2 separate regions of the Macaca fascicularis genome follow, and region 2 is linked to region 1. Evidence: chromatin contacts called from public Hi-C data. All regions are on one chromosome and are shown on one strand. Each heading gives the region's core, a stretch centred on a gene start, on an enhancer-like site or on the middle of the called end of the contact. The rest is flanking DNA. Distances are from core to core; before and after follow the strand shown. Region 1 overlaps LOC135967491 (a long non-coding RNA gene). Region 2 holds the start of NFIL3 (nuclear factor, interleukin 3 regulated).

Region 1 (7,025 bases), core at 4,493-6,992:
CAATGAATGAGGTCCTAAGTTAGGGCAAATAAAGACAAGCCCTGTGAGTGGGGGTTTTCCCCATTATTAAAACACCAGAGAAATGCTGGACATATCAGATAATGACAAGTTTCTAGGAACAGGGCTTTGGGCATGCTACAAAGACATTCATTCTCCTATGGTGGCTGCTGGTTTTCATGGCTGCCATGAGTGTGAGACTATTAGTTTTCAAGGTGTGTGTGGCTCTGGGAAGAGGAAGTGGAATAGGGCAAGTTAAAATTCCACAAAGCAGCTGGGTGCTGTGGCTTACACCTGTAATCCCAGTACTTTGGGAGGCCGAGGCAGACAGATCACCTTTGACAGGAGGTCAGGAGTTCAAGACCAGCTTGACCAACATGGTGAAACCCCATTTCTACTAAAAATACCAAACACTAGCTGGGTGTAGTGGCGGGCGCCTGTAATCCCAGCTACTCAGGAGGCTGAGACAGGAGAATTGCTTGAACCCAGGAGGCAGAGGTTGCAGTGAGCCGAGATCATGCCATTGTACTCCAGCCTGGGCAACAAAAGCAAAACTCTGCCTCAAACAACAACAAAACAAATAAAATGCCACAAAGCTTGTTCTTATTGAGATTCAGCCACTTTTCTTGAATAAATGCTTCTCAGATTGTTGCAAGCTTTTGGCTAATTTCTGGGGTTCTTAAAAAGTTTTGACAATTTTTTTTTTCTACAATCTTTATTGATGTTCTCATTGTTTATATGGAGGAGCAGATTTTTTGGAGGTTCTCACTGCACTGTTCCCACTGATATGCCTTCCCTATCCCCAGCTGATTCTAATGCAAACATGTATACCATGGGCTGTTATTGGCAAAGTGTACAAGGTAGCTTTCTGACTTCTGGTACATCAAAACTGATATTTATTGAATTATTATTAAAGCCCAAACCGTTGACTATACCTCACTTCCCAAATGTCAGGTTTAGTTGTAGTCAAGGTAGGAGAGGATTTACTGCTGTATTGTCTTTTAAATGTGTGCTCTGAGTCTAGACCCAGGAAACAGAAATAGGCTGCTCCAGCTGAGGCTCCCCTTGCCTGGTCATGAGGTTGGATGATCTGTGAGGGATCTGTGTTCATTCAGTCCTTAGTTGCTAAACTAACAGCCATAAACCAAAGCAAAGCAATGCATAAATGCAGCCTTCAAGTAGTAAAAATAAAAAGTATTGAAATTCCAGCATATATAGGTGTCTTATGTTTTAGGACAACTTTTCTTCCACACTGTTAAATTCATGTTCCACTGTTGACTGTGATGACAAAATCATTTATTAATTTGAGCTTTCAGACCTTGAACAGGATTTCATGTACAGTAAGAGTTTGCTAGTAATCAAATGCAAGAGTCCTTTCCTTAAAAAAAAAAAAAGTAAAATGAAGATAAGATGAAATTTAATTTCCAATATATGTTAGGGAACCAGATATATTCTAGTTGGTACTAGAATGTATAATTAGCCCTTGGTGAAATTTCAGAAGACTTTCTAGGTTAAGATGTCATTGAAAACAGTCCCTCTACAGGAAGGCCACTTCGAGGGTAGAAGACACACGTGAGTCATCTCACCTCTGGCAGCACTGTTACCTCTCAGAGCTTCTCAAACACAGTGGCCATTGTTGTTACCACGGCTAATTATTAGCCTGCTCCAACAGAATTTGTGTTGATGTTACAAAAACAGTTTATGCTACACAAGCTCTTTATTCATGTAATAATTACAGCATGTTTGTCTTAAGTATTTCGCAAGTGTTCTCTTTGGATAATACCAGCAAGATTAAGTAACAGTTTCTCGCTAACATTATTGCTCAAGAACATCAAACATGACGGATTGGGATTTGATATCCGTATATCTTTGGCTGCTAGCATCTTTGACTTTTTGCGTTGCTCACATATAAAATACTCTTCTTGTGGGGGTGTGCCTATTGTTTCTAATGCAAACGCCAGGAACCACATGAGCAAAATATTTTATTTCAGTTTTAATGGAGAGTTTTTAATAATGATCAAGAGTAACACAACCAAGCCAGCAACAACACTGTGCCAGAAGCCAGAGACTTCAAAGAGTCTTCCTTTTAGAACTCCAAAAAAAAAAAAAAGTAAGAAAGAAATTTATGTTTCTCCATATCATCCAACTTCATCATTGGCAATAAGTGACTTGGCAAGAAGCATACATCACATGGTTTGAGTTCTGCACTGGAAAAGGTCAGCAGGAGGCACAGACACTGGCCTGCATGATGCAGCCGTGTACTCTGATCCCACGACACGTGCTTTGGAGCACGTTATGCAATGTTACACTGCTGATTAATGGCCGCTTGCACAAGAAGTTTTTCATTACCCCTACTGCAAGCATCCTGGGAATGATTAACTTTGTGACATAACTTTCATCATACAAATATGGAAGATTTAAACAGAATTTCAAAATAATGTGCTTCAGAAATAACAATGAGTTTTGGCTTCTTAATGCGTCCACAATTAATAACTATTTTAAAGCCACTGGGTGAAGTCAAGACACCTATTTGGAAGTTGCCTTTTTTTTAGGAGTAGGGTTTCATGTGAGATTGGTTCATGAACACTCTTCTACCCTATTTTAATTTTACCTTTATTCTAGTTTGCTGTTGAAGATGTCAGACATATTTTACAGTGCTTAGCTCTTATGAGCTAAATATTGAATATACCGGTTGCTTTTATTAAACATTTTTGGAGCCACAAAGATATGACTCTTACATTGTCACACATAGTAGAAAGTTATGGTGATGCTTGTTTTTGAGTCCACGTAACTAAAAAGGTAAACAACTAAAATTCTGCATTTTGTTGAACTTTGACTCTTAGCAGTTGAGTGCCGTCTGAACTGCTGGGTGCGTGAAGACTGTATTTTGATGGCAGAAAGTCAACCAAAGTAGCTTAGACGACAGGAAACTTCACTGGCTCTCAGCCCCAAACTGTGTAAAGACAGGGGAGCCGGGGTCACAGGGCTGCCAGGACACTCCACTCCCCACCATGTGCCTGTAGTCTCTGGTATGTGGCTCCATCCTTTGGGCCTGTCCCAGTAGACCAGCTCTACCTGATGGCAGCTCCCAGCTGCATGGCTCCCCAGCAGGAAAGAGGGGACACACTCTTCACTCACTTCCAACTCAGAAACTCCCAGGAGAGGCCTCTGATAGGCCTAGCTCAGATCATATGGCCTCCCTGTGGCCAGGGTGGTGGGGTACTATGATTGGAGGAGGGAGATCTCTTCAGGAGAAGAGAGGGCTGCTGTCCTGGACCCAAAAACAAAGCAGCCACCCAGGCCAACCTTGACTCAATCAGCCATCCTTTCCCTGACCCTATGTGCCTTAAGGCCTCTCCTAGATACAGTCACAAACCTGGGCATCCTGCTCAGTAAGCATCACCCCAGGGTTCTGCCCAGCTCTAAGTCCAGATCTGTAGGTCACATCCCTTCCTCCAGAGGCCAGGCATGGCTCTGCAGAACAAAGCAGCCTGTGGCCTCAGTGCCCAGTGAAGGAGGGAACCGCTCACAGATGGGGGCGAAGCATGCAAGGGCTCCAGCTCACACCACATTTCACATCACGGGAAGGGACTAGACAGGGACTGTTGTTTTCCTGGCAGTTGATCACTTGGCCAATCTCGTGACAATGTTCTTGCTGCTAGGACTCTTTCCTAGAGGAATATTGGAGAAAATTTTTCCGCTGGGGTCTTATCACGTCATGGGTCCGTGCACTACTTCATTTTTGTTCGTGCAGTCTTAGACGTTGTCATGGGCTGAGAACAGACCCCTTAAGCCTTATGTGGCCTTCCATGGATTTAATGTGAGGAGGGAATTCATAGTCCACCCTCTCTCCAGACGTCAGCCGCATGGCATCTGTCTGAAGTAGGGCTTGCAAGAAGGGGCTTCTGGTCTACCCCAGCATATGGCCCCCACCAGCAAGGACCTGGACCAGCCAGATCAAGGGAGGAGCTCAAGGCACTGTCAGGGAAGTGGGTCAACCATGGAGACAGGGCATTGAGAAGGTGCCAACACCTCTGTCAAAACTCTTCTGGAGGCAAGTGACAGACCCGGCTTGAACTGAACAAGTCAGGAAAAGGGACTCCCTGTGCCTAGCCAGCTTCGGGAGCCACTGGACTTGCCGTCTCAGGACTTTAGGAACTCAGTCTTTCTTCTCCCATCTCCCCCTCTCCTCTGCTATCCAGCTTGCCCTGTGGTAGGAGGATATGGCCCTTGGCGGCTCCCAGGCTCCCCACCACAGAGCAGGGTGCTCTTAATTGCCACTCTGCTCAGAGATGTTTGGGGAGGATGAGGGCCCTAGGCCAGTGGGGAGGTGCGGTAATCGGTAATTGGTAATTGGTTGCCCTCATTAGGACATCGTGATTGGAGTGGGGTAGAAGCCTGCCACACCTGGCTTTCAATTCCAGCAGACAGCCACACGGGTGTCCTTGTCCCTGTGTCTCTAGGTTATTAGTGCATTTCTTTGTTCACCTTTGGACACGCAGGGTGGCCAGACACACGATGTGTGGCTTGTGGACCCCAGCAAATCACAATGCAAGATTCTCCAAATCCCTATTGCCACCGAGTAAATACACTTGGCACAGATGGGCTACTATCTTCCTGGTGCTGTAAGAGTTGTGTTTAATGAAATACCAAATCATCATTTGATTCATGTTGGTGTCATTTTGTTTTCTCAGAGGAAGACAATTGTCCAGTTACTCTTATGTTGGGCTCCTCAAACTACTTTGAAGTTCATATTCAGAAAAATGGGAGCCTGGCTGGGCGTGGTGGCTCACACCTGTAATCCCAGCACTTTGGGAGGCTGAGGCAGGTGGATCACGCAGTCAGGAGATTGAGACCATCCTGGCCAACATGATGAAACCCAGTGTCTCCTGAAACACAAAAAATTAGCTGGGCCTGGTGGTGTGCACCTGCAGTCCCAGCTACTCAGGAGGCTGAGGCAGGGGAATTGCTTGAACCCAGGAAACGGAGGTTGCAGTGAGCTGAGATCGTGCTACTGCACTCCAGCCTGGGCGACAGAGCAAGACTGAGAAAAAGAAAGGAGAGGAGAGGAGAGGGGAGGGGAGGGGAGGGGACGGGAGGGGAGGGGACGGGAGGGGGAGGGGGGGAAGAAAGGAAGGAAAAAAAAGAAGGGAGAGAGGGAAAGAAAAGAGGAAAGAAAGAGAAAGGAAGGATGGAGGAAAGAAAGAAAAAAGGAAAGAGAGAAAGAAAAAGAAAAAGAGAGAAAGAAAAGAAAGAAAGAAAAAGAAAAATGGAAATGGGAGCCCCCAGTTTTGGTTGCTTGAGGAGCAGGTCTAAGATTTTCTGCTGCAAGTGATCAGGCCACACAAGTGAACTTGTCCTAAACAACAGTGTCTATTTCTAAATACAACTTCTAAAGAAGGGAATACTTGTTTTTCTTTCTTCTGAACAGTTGACATGACCCCGAAGTTATGTAAGATGAGTTAACCTGCAGCGCTGCCACATGTTCTTGTGAGAAGTTAAACAAGAACAGGAGGGAGGAAGCGGCAATTTACCAACTTCCGTCCAAAGTCCTTGATTCCAATTCTTTCCTTCGAAGAACAGACTGTGATAACCTTTAACTCTTGATTGCTTCGTGACAGCAGTGACGGGATGGGGGGTTGTAAATGGCGCAGCGGCGGGTGCGGTGAAGTTCGGGGTGCGGCCCTAAGCCATACGACTTTCCGCTGCATCCAGAGGGTTGTGCATGTACTCGGCTGAGCCTCGGTGCTTAGAGCAAGCGTGTGCAACCCCAAGGCCCCCCACCCCGACTCGCTGCTCACATTCCGGCTTCACCGAAAGCCAGTGAGTGCTTAAACACTGACTTCTGACCCCTGCTCCTCCGGCGATCTGTCTTCCCCCTCGCATTCCTGCGGGTCCCGGGCCGGGGGACGCTGCCTACGTGCGGCGGCGGCCCCTGCGCGGCCGAAAGGCTGGCTGCTTCCTGGAACGCGGTGCAGATAAGAAGCCGCTGCCGGGCTCGGGTTTCAGAAGCGCGCCACCGCGGGTTACAAAACCCTGTGTCATAATTTCACTTCGGATTTTTTTTTTTTTTCTTTCCTAGTGCTGGCTTCCCGCAGAAGGACGTTTTGTGTGTTTGGTCCATGTGTGCGTTTGTATTTCCTTTTGGTAATTATTTTGGAAAACGTTCAGAGGCCAAAAATAGAGAAGCCAGAGGCCTCCTTGCTGCGCGCCTCGCGGCCCGGAGCTCTCCAGCGCATAGGGTCCTGCTGAGACACGGCGACGACCACCGTGTGCCCCGAGTGCCCGAGCCCCCTGCCGGGCCTGGCCGCTGAGGACGCGCTCCCCGTCACCGGCTCATTTTCTCGGTTCTCAAACCTTCAGTGCCTGTCACTAGCAACTTAATCTGCGCTCTAACTCGCAGAATTCTTTTGACCTGTTGGAGAAAAATAGCATTTTAAGGTCTGGATTATTCAAGAGGGTGGAGTTGGCTAAGTTTAGTGGAAGTTAAAAATAGCCCGGCGGTGCGGGCGGGTCAGGCCTGGGGGCGCCAAGACCTCCGCCCTCACCCTGCCCCCTACGGGCCTACGAGCCGCAGCCCTCCCAGGGCCTGTGCGTAATTCTAGCCAAGGCCCAGTGTCATTTCCAAGAGGTGCCTCTCGGCCGGGTTACTCATATGTCAGATTCCCATTCTCACGTTGTGTTTCACGCAGCAACTGCATTTCCAAAGAAAGGCGTGAGTCACTACCAAGTGGCTGCAGAGGGAGGGGAGGGCGGCCATACACCGGAAGAAAGACGTGGGGGAAGGGGCTTTTTATAGCGTTCTGAGCTGGCTTTCTTTTCCATAGGTTAATTTTTATCTTAACTACCAAACTTAGGCTGCATCGCCTTTTTATAAGAAATCTATTTAAATACAAGGGATTATTTGAACTTCTTTTAAAAAAGCCAAGGGCATTTTTTTTGTGTGGTTCTCAGCTTATAAATAAAATATATTAATAGTTGTTTAATGGGCATTTAAAATGCCAGCTGCCTGTGACTGTTTTTAGTGC
Region 2 (6,548 bases), core at 14-2,513, 220 kb before region 1:
TAGTGGTTTCCTAATCACCAGGAGGAGCTAAAGAGTTATTTTCTAAGCTGCTATCTCAGACACCTTTTGCACTTCCTCTGATTTCCAAGTTAGATGGTAACAGGGAATGATGCACAAATATAATACATACACAATCTAAAATACTCCAAGTAATTCTAGGAGCATCCAATTTCAAAATTCAGCATAAAGAATACGTTTCCAGGTTGAGAGAATTCCTCCAGCATCACCGCCTGGGGTGGCTCCCGGCACCTTCTTTACCTATCTTGAAGGTCGAGTTGTCTTTAAAGGAAGACATTTACTACCCATTCTACAACGACTTTGAAATTCCATGAAATTATTCAAAATGCACAACAAGGTGAGGACACGTGAAGGGGAGGGTAGATTATGCAGGGCAGCCCTGGATTTCTAAACAATAGCTGCATTTCTGACCCCGAAAAGGCAACTGATTTATGGAAATGATTTTGATTTCATCTAGGAGAGGTTTTGAAAGGTATAAATAGGCATTGTAAGGTTTTGGCAAAAAGGAAACTATCAGTACATTTGAGAAAAGTGGCCAGGCGCAGTAGCATGTGTCTGTAATCCCACTACCAGGGAGGCTGTGGCCGGAGGATCTTTCGAGCCCAGGAGTTCCAGGCCAACCTGGATAACACAGTAAGACCCCATCTTGAATTATTATATACGTATGAGAAAAGTGGAGATTATAAACTAAAATCAGGATTTGTTCTCATGAAGACAGTCAAGCTTGGAAAATGTGGTCGAGGGGATGTGGATCTTGCATTAGTCAGCACCGGGAAGATGGCTTCGGGGAACACGCTAAGCCCATATTGTACGTCTGAGTTTTCAGAGCCTTGTTAATAGAGCTGTATTACCAGATAAATTACGAACAAGAGTGCGTTCAAAACCACAACACTGCCCCGGGAGGCTTACCAAAAACCCAACTGACAGGTGATAAAAAATTTTTAAATATGACTCGGGTGCTTACGATATTAACTGTGCAAGAATGGGAAAGGTAGAAAAGACAATCTTGGCGAGTAGATCTGCTGCTCATGGCAGACACTAGGGATGGTACCTGGGTGTTCACTCTGCTCTTCTCTTTACTTTGGTTATTGCTTTTTAAAAACGAAAGGGGCAAAAAAGAAGTGGAAAGTCGTGGAGGCACTCGGCCCAGCCCCCACGTAGTTCAAGCAGAGCAGGAGGGAGCTGGCTGGTGGAGGTCCTGCCCACCTGCCACACTCCGTATTTGGGCAAGCCTGTGAGTCACTGTCGGTAACATGGCTCCCTTCGCTAAGGCCAGCACTGACCCACTATCCATGTATCGGTAAATGCAGGGAGTGTGCCACGTGCCTTGACAGTCCAGCGCGTAGACTTAAGAAGTCGAGGCTAGGTGCTCTTTTCCCCATTTTTTTTACTTCTCTTCCGTAGCCCGGGAATTTGGGAGAGAAGACTATCGTATCCAGTTAGAGGCAGAAATGACACTAAGCAGCTATCAGCTCAAGATCACAGAAGAGATCCCGCGCGGTCCTCTCAACCCACAGCACCAAACGCCAGTGGGCGTCCCAGTGGGGCGCACCCGGAGCGCGGACCTTCACATCCTCCGAGGAACGCCGCACCCGCGTGGCGGGGGTGGGTAGATGGACCTCAGCGAGCCTCGTTTCCTAGTCGTGTTACGCAACAACTTTGCAGCCGTCATCTTCGCCCTAATTGTGCAGGGGGCGGCGTTTTGTGCGTGGAGCTTTCCCTCCCGGCTCCGGGCCGTCGCGGCTCTCCGGAGAGGCGCCGGGGCATTTTAATCGCTGCCTCCGCCGCGCAGCCCCGCGTAGCTGCCCGGCCGCGCCAACCCCTTCCCCGCCGCAGCGCGCCCCGAGTGTTGGCAGCTTGCCAGCCGCCACCCCCCGCCTTCCCTCCTGCCCACCCCAAGGTAGGGCTCCTCTCGGGAGTGTGCCGGGAAGGGGAGGCCGAGGTCCCTGCCACGCCCGGGTAGCCGCAGCCCGCAGTGCTCGGTCGGCAACAGGTAGCCCGGCCGGCTGCGGCTCTCAGGAAGACAAAAAGCGCCTCTGCGAACGAGTGAGGGTCGCGGGGTGCGCAGAGCCACCGCAGCGACCGGGAGGGTGAAGGAAGCCAAGAACGGACGGGGCGGTGGGACTGGGGGCTCCCGGGTTCCTCCGCAGGCTCGCTCCGGTCGTGTCGGCCGCGCGGGCCGTTGCGCAACCCTCGTTACGCCGGGCATGGGGCGCCAGCCCTCGCGGGCGCTCGGACGGCGGTGGCCCTGGCCGGGGAGGGACGCAAGCTGGTAGTGGCGCCGCCGCGGAGGGGGAGCTGAGGGCGGGGAGGCGGGGCGTGGCCGCGGAGAGCCCGCCCCGGCCCGCCCCTGCCGGCCGCGGCCATTGGCGGCGGGCCGGGGGCGGGTGCAGGCGCGGCGATTGGGGCCGCGGCCGCCAGTCACGCGGGGCTGGCGGGCGGCGACGTAGCGCGGCGCTCGGAACTGACCTACTAACACACATCTCTCGGCGCGGCCACGGCGCCCGCGGACCCGGCGCGCCCGCCCGCCTCCCGCGCCGCGCCCTCGCCGCCGCCCGCCTCCCGCCGCGGCCCCGGAGGCCCGGCCCGGCCCGAGCCCCGAGCGCCGGCGGCCCGACTCGCGGCCGCCCCTTTCTTTCTCCTCGCCGGCCCGAGAGCAGGAACACGGTAAGCGCTCCGCCCACCGCCGGCCGGGGGCCCGGCGACTGCTCCCCGGGCGCGCTGCGGGCGGGCGGGCGCGGGGTGCTGGCCGCGCAGTGTGCGGGGTCGGGCTGTAAGCTGGGCTCGCCAGCAGCGGCGAGTGCGCGCGGGGCATTCATTACATAAACTTTTGCTGCCTTGTCAGGATGGGACTCGCCACCTTAAGGTGGCTGCTTTGATTGCAGCGCCTTCGCGCCGGCACGTAGTCCTGGCTGGTTTGCGCTCTCCCCCCGCTGCTGTTGCATAATGTCTCCTGATTTCAGGAAAATTGATGTTTTGGTAGAGAAGAGCGCCAGGCAGGCTGAGCCCTCTCCGAGCGGGAAGATGCTCTTTCCTCTCTAGTGTCTTCCTTTCTCGTTCCTTCTCTGGGGCTGGCGGCGTAGAGGGGAGAGGAATTGGGGGTTGAGGAATGGGGAATAGTCTTGATTTGCTTGGTGAGAAAACGGGTTGGTAGCGTGAACGGTGACGGCATTCGGAGAATGCCTGCGCGGCGTTTGTTTGTGTCAGGGGCTGTGCCTGCACAGACGTTTTCCACCCTGTTTGTCGTCAGCGTGTTTTACAAGCCCTCGGGAAGGTTGTGGGATTTGTCCTTTCATACATTGCATAATCTGCCCACGGTGAAATGTTGGCAAGGATTGCGGGCTGATGTGGGAATATGCGCGTATGTGTGCAATGATTTGGTAATTGAGGCGCAGCGTTGGATATTAGATCGTTATTTACGTCTATATTACGTCCCAAATAAACAGGTTTTAAAACGATACTACGAAACCTAAAAGCAAGAATTGCTCGGGTTGAATTCTGATCTTGGGTACTACTGGGGTTCGCCCTTTCAATGTTCTCAGCTGTTATTTTTAAATCTGGGACGAACCATTGTGACGTTTACCTCCCCACCTTCCTAATTTTAATGCATTCCATTCGATCAGCCCTTTTTCTCACCTTATTGTCATCGCTTTTTCAGACACGACAAGACAAATCACATAATAGTTTCCTGGAAATGTTGCATTATGTAACTGCCGAATTTGCTGGCAGTGAGCATAGAGAGGGAGCTAATTACGTGATTTTATAATCTTGCTACAAAGAAAGTAGGACAGTCTCAGCCTTTAAGAATGTCACTATAACAGTTTTTTTTTTCTTAAGGATATTTTAAACAGGAAAGTAGACAACCGGGTAAGCATGGAGTTTGCTCATGCTGCCGAATGTGTGTCTTTTGCCCTAAATGAAACGCGCGTTCTTCTAAATTTAGCCCTATCACATTTTAACAATTGTGGCCTCGCAGTGCTATTTCTGGTGTTTTCTCTAGGGCTGTGTGCAAATACAAGTTCAAGGCCATTTGCTGTAGTTTTAACTACACGCCTTCGGAGACCTTTGATAAGATTGTATTTTTAGGAAGGCATTTCGCAGCGCCCGGTGATTTGCTGGATGCTGGCTCCCATTTATGTTTTTAAAGGACACTTTAGGAAACTGCTGTTCTCTGAGAACAGCGGGGAATGGTCAAGTGCCATCTTCTGTTCTTGGCTTTTGTAAATAACAACAGTAAGTGAGGTCAGAAGTATTTATTTACCCCCAGATCAGATATGACCAATGGGAAACAGATATAGGTTAGTAGATCGTATTTTTGTCTGGATACCCTAGTTTTACTCATGTGAAGATGTATGAATATGTAATTTATCCAAATATTTAATTTCTTCCTGGACTGTTACATAGTGATTATGTGTGAATATATGTATATGATGGGATGTATATATCGTAACATTTAAATTAAGCGCAGGGTTTTTTTTTTGGTGGGGGGGGGTGGACGTCTCTGGAACAGAGGATATTACCCCAAATAATTGCAGTCGCTTTCCAAGAAGCTAGTTGCTCTAGGCCCCCAGCTTCAGACCCCGACCTACTTTGCGAGCTCGCGGGGGAGTCCCGGGCCTGTAGGGGCAGCGTGGCGCCACCTTCCGATCGGGATCTCCAATGGCGCGTCCGTGCGGCCCCCAGTGCGCCGCTCCCTCCTGCGGGCCGGTGGGGTCTGCGAGAAGCCGGGGCTGGGGGCGGGTCTGGTAGTGGCGGGCGGGGACCTCGGGTCGGGACCGAGAAGCGCCTCCGGGCGGCAGTTATACTGGGGCTGCTCGGTGGCCTGCGCTCCTCCCTGCCCCCTCCCCACATTCCTTTGTTCTGGCGCGGGGGGTCCTCGCGGCGCCGAGGCCCCGCTGCGCCGCCCACCCGGAGGGAGGGGGGTCTCTGGGAGGCGCCGCGTGGGGGCGCGGCCGGTGGAGCTCGGGCCCTAGGGACCGGCCCGGGTCGGAGTGCGGGTGCGCTCTGGGTTCGCCCGGGCCGCAGGAGCCGGGGAGCCGGGGAGCCAGGGAGCTAGGGACCCCGGCGCCCGCACGGGGCAAACAGGGGCAGCGCGGGCGACCCGGAGTGCCTGCGTCTCAGCGGCCCTCCCTCCAACAGGGCAAATCCAGGGGCCTGACTCCGCGCCTGTTCTGCGGTGAGGTTCTGAAACCTGCAGACACCTTTGTTCCAAGAGTCTTCATTGTATTTCTGAGCGAAGCGCGTCTCCATTCTTGAAGTGAAAAAGACCTTAAGAGAACCTCCAAACGTCCACCGACCACAGAAATTGGGGGTGGGGGCGCTCCAGTATTGATAGTGATTAAAAAGGAAGGCCTCAGCTTGACTTTGGCCAGTTGAGTTGAGCCGATTTTTTTTTTAACCTTTAATTTATATGGTCAAAGGCTAGAGAGAACACTGATCTCCAGAGTTCAAAATAAAATCAAAATACCCACATAGACGCTGCTGTCCTACTGTAAAACTACAGTACTTTCATCCTGGCATAAAGACTTCCGAGGTTGTACCCATGCGGGAACTCACAGGGAGTTCATGGAGACATCACAGATGTTCTCCTGAAGCATATCAACGCAATGTGCTCTTTGTTGAAAACTGACCAAAAACTTGGCTTCTGTGGGATCATATGCTACACCCCTATCCCTAATCAGTTTCCCTCTTGTTACAGGCAGTAGTTAGAGAACAGGCATCGGTGAGGTACAGATCCTAAGAGCACAGGCCCTGGGCTCACAAGAACCCTGGGTCCCAGGCCCCAGCTTGTTATCTTCCTTCACTGTCCTGATTTCCATCACTCTTCAGGGTAAACTGAGGGAATAAAACCTGTTGACCTAGTTGGTTGTGAGGAGTTCAATAAATGTTTCCTGTATTATTGACCAGCAGCCAGAATGTGTGTGTGTGTGTGTGTGTGTGTGTCAGTATTTATCTTCATTTTTCTCTTTGTAAATCTCTTTGCAGTAATAGTAAGGATTCATGTTGGAATTAAGTCTATAAGATCTTTCTTGGATACTTTTTTTGTTCTAATAATTTTTTTTTTCCTGAAAACTTTGCCATTGTGTTCAATGTTAATTTCAGTTTAAGGGGAATTCCTGACAGGATTGCAGAACCTCAAACTTCCCAAGTCATTGGGTTAATGTTTTGGGGAGCTGCTTGAAGGAATAGAGAGATGAGTCGATTATAGTAGCAGGAATGAAGTGACAAGTGCTGTATTAATAGCTCAGCTCTTTCCAATTCCCTTACACATTCTGTGACTCATTTTCTGTAGCCTGGATGATTTCTCTATCTAAAACATTGTGGTCTGAGATCAGCAGTGGATGGTGAGACACCACAGATCAGCTCTCTTGTAGGGGGTATATGTAGCCTGAAAACTAAGGCCGGTCCTGTGAAAGTGTTTATATTTGACCCTTTTGACTAACAGAAGAAATTTTCATTGGTTTACCCTTACTCTTGCGACATAGGTCAGGCTTCAGTAAGAGTCATGAGCAGCGAAGACAGCCTGGAAC

What was found. Hi-C and Micro-C count contacts between places; a contact is called where the count stands out from the background.
Region 2: a Hi-C map of liver shows a contact between it and region 1, with 3 times the contacts expected there. The contact joins the promoter of NFIL3 here to the enhancer-like site in region 1. A contact is called at or near these places in 2 of 2 Hi-C or Micro-C datasets (liver and skeletal muscle).

The regions. Positions count from the first base shown.
Region 1 is chr15:121,488,423-121,495,447 of T2T-MFA8v1.1, reverse strand. The region is part of intron 1 of LOC135967491 (a long non-coding RNA gene); the gene reads left to right. Among named protein-coding and RNA genes, the nearest start is that of AUH, 160 kb to the left of the region's middle. Within about 2 kb of position 5,742, at least 4 of the 6 cell types and tissues checked have an H3K27ac peak or open chromatin away from gene starts, as enhancers often do. A contact at or near this core is called in liver, where this site is marked.
Region 2 is chr15:121,702,248-121,708,795 of T2T-MFA8v1.1, reverse strand. NFIL3 (nuclear factor, interleukin 3 regulated) reads left to right here and starts at 1,263. Exons shown (of 2, transcript XM_065530804.2): 1 at 1,263-1,623.